2 separate regions of the Mus musculus genome follow, and region 1 is linked to region 2. A link is a contact called in public promoter capture Hi-C data. All regions are on one chromosome and are shown on one strand. The core of a region is the stretch at or near the end of the contact, and the rest is flanking DNA. Distances in the headings are between cores, read along the strand shown.

Region 1 (3,273 bases), core at 21-2,520, 2.8 Mb after region 2:
CAATAAGCCGGATAGCTAGTTGTCTTTAGTCTAAGAATAGACTTTCTGTAATTAGCGGAAATAAGGTAATCGTCTAATAAAGTTTATTTTTGGCTCATCAATAGTGTGGCTTTTGTTATTCTGGAGTAATTTATCTCCAAAGCCTCAATTAAAAGAAGAAAAGCCAGTTACTAACTGAAGTAAAATTACAGAAAGCATCATGTCACTACAGTAATAGCCTGTCAGAGAGCGATACATGCACGGCGCTGAGCAGTAGAATGGAAGGTTACTCATGCAATTATTTCTTTTTTAACTCCTTACTTAGAGTCATAGCCTAAACGTGTGTGTATGTGTGTGTGTGTGTGTGTGTGTGTGTGTGTGTGTGTGCGCGCGCGCGCGCGCGCGGGCACACACACACACACACTCTCGATGTTTATACATTGGGTAGCTTTTGCAGTATTTATTTCTTTAAATATTTAACAGTCTGGAAAGGCAGTGACAGGCAATAATATGTAGCGTCTCTAGCATGTTGCAAGGGCTTAATAAATGCTAGAATAATAAATTCCTCTATGATGAAAAACAGCAGTCAGTAAAACTATCACAGCCTACAATATTTTAAAGACACAGCACCATAAGAAAGCATAAAATACAAACAGTGCCTTGATTAATCCATGGAAATAAAGGAACATTTGTCTTCATTTAAAAAAAAAAAATCCACCTAGGTAATTTCCTTTTAAATTCCCCAGGGGGTTGAAAGAAGGGACAGAGATGTGAATAAGGGATTAAAAGTAACTTTTAACTTTTCTTTTTCCCCTTTCCCTCTCCTCCCTCCATCTCTCTCTCTCTTTTCTCACCCCCCCCCCACGTTCTTTCTCCTTTCTCTTGATACATGAAATGGTGGGGAGCCCTTCAATTAGCGCCCCCCCCATGGGCAGATTCTTTCTCTTTTTAAGCCCCCCTCTCAAGGGCTTGGCTTTGAAAGCAGACACCCCCAGATCAGTGCGCTCAGCATGGTGAGCTCGGAGGTGGGGGGTGGGCAGTATGCTTGGCTTTCACGCAAGCGGGGTCCGGATCCCCGGGCTGAGGACGAAGACCCCCACGCTCCAACTTTTCGGAGGAAGAGAGGAGAAAAACAGAGCTGCCCCTTTAAGGGCTTGCCTTCCCCTTTACTCTATGTTTACATAACACGGGGCGCTCGCGGGCCGCGGGGGCTGGCGGGCGGGCGGGCGGGGGCCGCGGGAGCGCGGAGACGCGGGCGGCGGCGCGGCCGTCCCACCTGCCCAGCCCGCTCAGCCCCCCGGCGGCGCGCGCTCCTCCTCCCGCGGGGCTCTGGTCGCCGCTCGCTTTCCGTGCCGGGTCCCGCTCGTAGCGGCCAACGTACGGATAGCTCCGGGGAAGCCGGCGGGCGACGCGCACAGCCACGACGGAGCAGCCGCGGGACTGGCCGCCCAGCGCCCCGTTCGCCGCCGTGCCGTTCCCCGGCGCGCTCACCCCGTTTTCGGGATGGGAGTGTAGTGGCGGCGCGGACTCGGCGGGGATCGCGGCGGAGGCGGCAGCGGCGGCGGCCGAGCGCGGCTCCATGTTTTCCCCGGGCCAGGAGGAACCCAGCGCCCCCAACAAGGAGCCGGTGAAATACGGGGAGCTGGTGGTCCTGGGGTGAGTTGGGGACGCGGGCGGCGGGGCGTCGCGGAGGGAGAGGGATGCGCTCCTGAGGGCCCGGGTCCCCGGGGTGCTCGTTGCCGCGGCCCGGAGGGCGCTCCTGCACCACGCGGGGTCGCTCGGTGAAGCCCGGAGCCAGTGGCTACTGGGGACTTCTCTTTCCCGACGACCGCGAACGCGGAGCCCTGTCTCCGAGCCCAGAGCCCAGTCCGCGGGGGTTACGCATTGTTCCAGTCTGTGACCCGGGCCGCTGGTTGGCCTCCGCTTTTTGCGCCGGGAGTGAGCTCGGCCGAGGGCCTGGACCGGGTCCTGGTTTTCCCGGGTCCTCTCAACAACGGTTCCCGGATCTCCCGGGTTTCCATTCTCGAGTCTCCGCACCCCTTGATCTCCTTACCCCTCGGGCTCCTGCACCCCTCGGGCCCCGGCCTTGCCGATGCCCTGCCAGCGGCGGGGAGCTCGCCACCCTGCCCTCCTCGGCTCCCACTCCGCTGGTGAAAATCACATTTTGAAGATAGTAATTATCTACAATCGTTAAAACGGCAGCAATTAGAGACTTCATCTACTTCCTGAGTTTCCGTGTGACATTTTCTATTGTTTACCCTTAATAAACCAGGAGGGAGGCTTCGCAGGATTAAAGCAGGGTAAAGTGGGCAATGAAAAGGGTGTGGGTGGGGGGAGGTGGAAAGTGCAGGAAACTCTTGGAGCTGGAGCAACTTGGGTAGTGCTGCAGGGAAAGGATTGGTTTCCCTTTGGATGTGCCGCTCCAGGGAACCCGCGCTTTTGTCCTCTGTTGAAAGATCTGTATTCAGACCCACGCGGGTGTTGATGGGTGGGCTTAGAGGCACGCGAGGAAGCCCCCCTCCTCACCCCTAAGCAGAGGCTCTGGGAACTTTGAGAAACGTGTTTTGATTACTACCTTGAAGTAAGTGCCGACTTAATTTTTTTTTAAAGACTCATCTAAAGTTTCCTAGCCTTCAGTTTGTTGCAAGCCTTTCTGTGTGTGTGTGTGGGGGGGGGAAGGTAGTACTGGAAAGATCACTGCTTATTTGGAAGCTCAGCAGATGAGCGCCTTCCGCACCTGCATGGGAATTGCATGCACTTAAGAGACAGATGTCAGAGTTCGCTGGGAAGAGGAGGGGTGGGGAGGTGGGTGGGGGGAAGCCACAGTTTAGTCTGTCTTATGTAACTTCAGCTCAGCCTAATTTTGTGGAGTTTGGTTTTGTTTATGTGGCTGGCTTCAGAGTATGCTTAACACTGTGAATTTGACAAAGAAGATTAACTTACGCCAGAGCCATTTCATTATTTCCTTTTGAGGCAATCTGTTGAGACGTTTCGGAGCAGTGTGGAATAAACCCGGAGAGGTTTGTGTTCATAGCTAAAAGTTTAGGACACTCCAAAGCCAGGAAAAGAATTTACACCCTGGACAGTTGTAATTTAGTGTCTCTGTAAACACCGTTGCCTGTAGCACCTGCTTCATCCTTCACTAAAGCTTTTCCTGGATCCATGATGGCTTAGTGTTTCTAACCTAGTAGCTGGAGGCAGGCAGGGCAGTTACCTGTGCTACCACATGGCAACACTGTTTGGACATTGGGTATCATCCAGTAGCCACAGAACACTTCCATTTTAATGTAGAAC
Region 2 (3,637 bases), core at 722-3,221:
AAGACTGTCACTTTAGGCATTAATTCACATAACTGTACATGTATTTGTAAAGCATATTCATTTTTTTTTAGGGTGCTGGGAGTTAAACTCAGCTGTACGTTAGGCAAGTATTCTACCAATGTTATACTCCCAGCATGAGAATAACAATTTAAAAGAATACAATTACCATATGCCACATTTTGGATTAACATCTTTAGTTATATTGTCTATTTAATACCCATGACAACCTTTTTACATATGTACAATTATGCTGATTTTATGAAGACATCAAGATATCACCACCCCTCCACCACAGAGATCTGAGATAGTCCTAGCAGACTTCAAAGTTCCTACCTTGGTCGCTGCAGAAACTTTATCTTGTGTTCTACATCTCTAGCCCATTTCCTTCCAGTTCTGCTGGCCTCCTTTCTCTGATAGAAGTGAGACAAACTCTTTGCTACCTTAGAATCATGCACTTGCTGTTTAATCTCTTCAGAAGGCTCTCCACGTGGTGGCATAATGGGGCCCCTTCTGCTCTCAGACATGTTCAAAATTTATTCTCCTCCTTATCCCACAATATCCTTTTATTTCAATTGTAGCATTTACTACATTAAGGTATTTTTATGATTTATTATCATTTATGCATCTGTGCATGTGGACCTCATGCCAACTTTGAGTGGGTCCCATGAATCCAATTCAGGTCACCTGGCTTCCATGACAAGCGCGCCTTTGCCCACTGAACCATCTCTCTGGCCCCTATTCAAATCATTTCTAATTTCCTTATTACATGTTAGAATATTTTCTAATATTCTGATTACAAGCAGGTCAGTGCTTTATTGGGTAACTGAAAATTTCCTACTTATGCTCATGCAATTGATATCAAAAGGCTGCATCTTTGGGCTGGAAAGTGGTTTACTGGTTATGTGAGCTTCCGGCTCTTCCTAAAGATCTCTGTGTGTTTGTGGAGTGCATTCATTCAGTTTTAGGGTGCTGGGGGTTAATAAACTCAGGGCTTCTGTGTGCTAGGCAAATACTCTACCAAAGGTACACTCCCAGCCTGTCAATAATAATTTAAAAGAACACAGTCACTGAGCCTAGAGAGATAGCTCAAAGGGTATTCGTACTTGTTGCTCTTGGAGAGGATCTGGGTTCGGTTCCCAGTATCCACATAGAGGCTCACAACCGTCTATAATTCCAGTTTCAGGGGAATCATGTGGTTTTTTCTGACCTCCTCCAGCACCAGGCACACACGTGCTGCACACACATACATGCAGGCAAGATATTTATATGCATAAAATAAATAAGATTTTTTTTTTTAAATCATAGCTGCTTGTAACTCCAGAGCCAAGAAATCCGATGCCCTCTACTGGCTTCTGTGAGCACTTGCCCTCCTAAGGTATACACTAAGGCACACACATAAACACATAAATAAAAATAAATAATTTGGGAAAGAAAAAGGCTGAATTTGAAAATGTGACTCAGTTGGGAAAGCTCTTGCTTAGCATGCCGGAGACTCTGAATTCGATTTCCACACAGCACATACTGAATGTTCGAGTTTGCCTGTAATTCCACTAGGAAGCCGGTGGTGGGGGGGGGGAGGACCAGAGTTCAAGCCCAGCGCTGCAGAATGAGTGCTAAGGCAGTGTGGATTACAAGACACTGTCTCAAAAAAAAAAAAATCTTGTCATTTCCTCTTGCTTTTCAGTTTATTACAGATCCTTTGGCGTTCTAAGAAAGCAGTGACTTAATATTGAGCCAGCCAGTAGCTAAGTCAGGCATTGCTCACTCTGGCCTGCAGGGGACAGTGTGACCGGAGACGATCTTCTGCGCTTTCGAGGCTTTCTGCCGCTCTAGGTGACTGACTTCGGCGCCCGGAGCCAGAGGCGGGCCAGCCGGAAGGGGCGGAGCCAGTCACGGTCCCGCCCCAGGCCGCCTCTGCGCCCTCGCCCCGCCCCCTCCCCCGCCCGGGCTGCCATGGCCCTTCCCGGCATCCCCTATGAGCGACGGCTTCTCATCATGGCGGACCCTAGAGATAAGGCGCTTCAGGACTATCGCAAGAAGCTGCTAGAGCACAAGGAGATTGACGGCCGTCTTAAGGAGCGTGAGTGAGCCTTGACACACTCTCTAGTGCCTGGACCGGCTTCGGTCTCTGATAGAGCGGAGGCTTCGGCTGAGCCCGAAAACAGCGCCTGGCTTGGGAAGGCCCGAGTCCAGGGACGAGGCGCTTTGTCATCCCGCCCCGCGCTGGGGTGCAGCACCGCCTCGGCCGTGGGTATGGCCCCAGTCCCAGTCCGGTGGCATAGAGAACAGCCACAGTTCTGAGGTGGAAGAGGGGAAGATTAGAGGAGTGAGGTACAAGTGGGCTGGGGACATATTCCGGGTGCAGGAAGGCAGGCTTGGAGTCTCGGGACCCGGGGATGGGAGGACGCTTGAGTCAAAGAAGCTCCAGCCGGACGCGGGACTCACGGAGGCGGCTTGTACTTGGGGTAGAAGGGGGCTCAGTGGTTGTAATAGCCTTTCTCGTCTTCCCTCAGGCGTCATACTGAGTACCAAGTTTTCTGTATACCCTGAACATTCACGTTTTGAAAACCCTGCGTGATTTAATTAAATGAGAGAATACCGCAGCCTAGGATTCGGTGAAGAATTGCGTTGGTTGACTTAATTTAGTATGGACAACCAGAGTAAGCCAGGTGATCTTAGTGTAGCTATGGGAGGCTTGATTCACCTTATCGTTTAGTTTTGTAGCAAATCTGAAGGTGGCAGGATGTCACTATCGGTTAAAAATGTAACTTAAAAATATTTCCTACCAAGAAAATAGATATGATACTTTCTCTGTTACATTTCATTTTAAAACATGCCACCTATCCACTACAAACTGGAAAAAAAAATCTTATTTTGTGGTTTGAAACAGTAGGTTTGAAACCTAAGGTAAAAGAGACCTAAGTAAAAAATTTTATGCAGTTGTTTAATTTAAAATGTCAAAATTTTATTATTTCAGTAAGGGAACAATTAAAAGAACTTACCAAGCAGTATGAAAAGTCTGAAAATGATTTGAAGGCACTACAAAGTGTTGGACAGGTAGGTGATAAAGTTTGAAAGTATGTTGCCATTTCTAAGCTATTGGCAAAAGGTAATGCCCCTTTTTTCTTTTCCAGATTGTAGGTGAAGTGCTAAAACAGTTAACAGAAGAAAAATGTAAGTGGATTAACTTACTAATTATTAAAAAATAAAAAGCCCCAGTTCTTTGCCAGCTTTTGAAATGCCCATTTTATTTTGATTTTTGAGGCCAGGTACTTCTATGTAGCTCTGGATGCAGCTTCCTATGTAGACTAGACTGGCCTTGAACTCACAAGCCTTTTGCTTTCCAGTGCTGGAATTTTAGGCATGTGTGACATTATGGAAGGCTGTTTTAATTCATTCATATATATACATATACACATACATATATACATATATATGTGTGTGTGTGTGTGTGTGTATATACATACATACACACACACACTCTAAAGATGTATTGTTCTTTGTAAGTACACTTAGCTGTCTTCAGACAGCGAACAGAGGAACAGAGAAGGGAGTCAGATCTCATTACAGATGGTTGTGAGCCACCATGTGGGTTCTGGGATTTGAACTCAAGACCTTCAGGAAGAGCAGTCAGTGC

What was found. Promoter capture Hi-C pulls out the DNA fragments that hold promoters and counts their contacts.
Region 1: a contact with region 2 is called in a promoter capture Hi-C map of liver, with 4 times the contacts expected there. The contact joins the promoter of Peli2 here to the promoter of Psmc6 in region 2. A contact is called at or near these places in 2 of 39 promoter capture datasets (both in liver).

Annotation. Positions count from the first base shown.
Region 1 is chr14:48,119,599-48,122,871 of GRCm38.p6, forward strand. It overlaps Peli2 (pellino 2), which reads left to right and starts at 1,271. Exons shown (of 6, transcript NM_033602.2): 1 at 1,271-1,635. The coding sequence starts at 1,559.
Region 2 is chr14:45,327,853-45,331,489 of GRCm38.p6, forward strand. It overlaps Psmc6 (proteasome (prosome, macropain) 26S subunit, ATPase, 6), which reads left to right and starts at 1,972. Exons shown (of 14, transcript NM_025959.3): 1 at 1,972-2,080; 2 at 2,978-3,057; 3 at 3,135-3,174. The coding sequence starts at 1,996.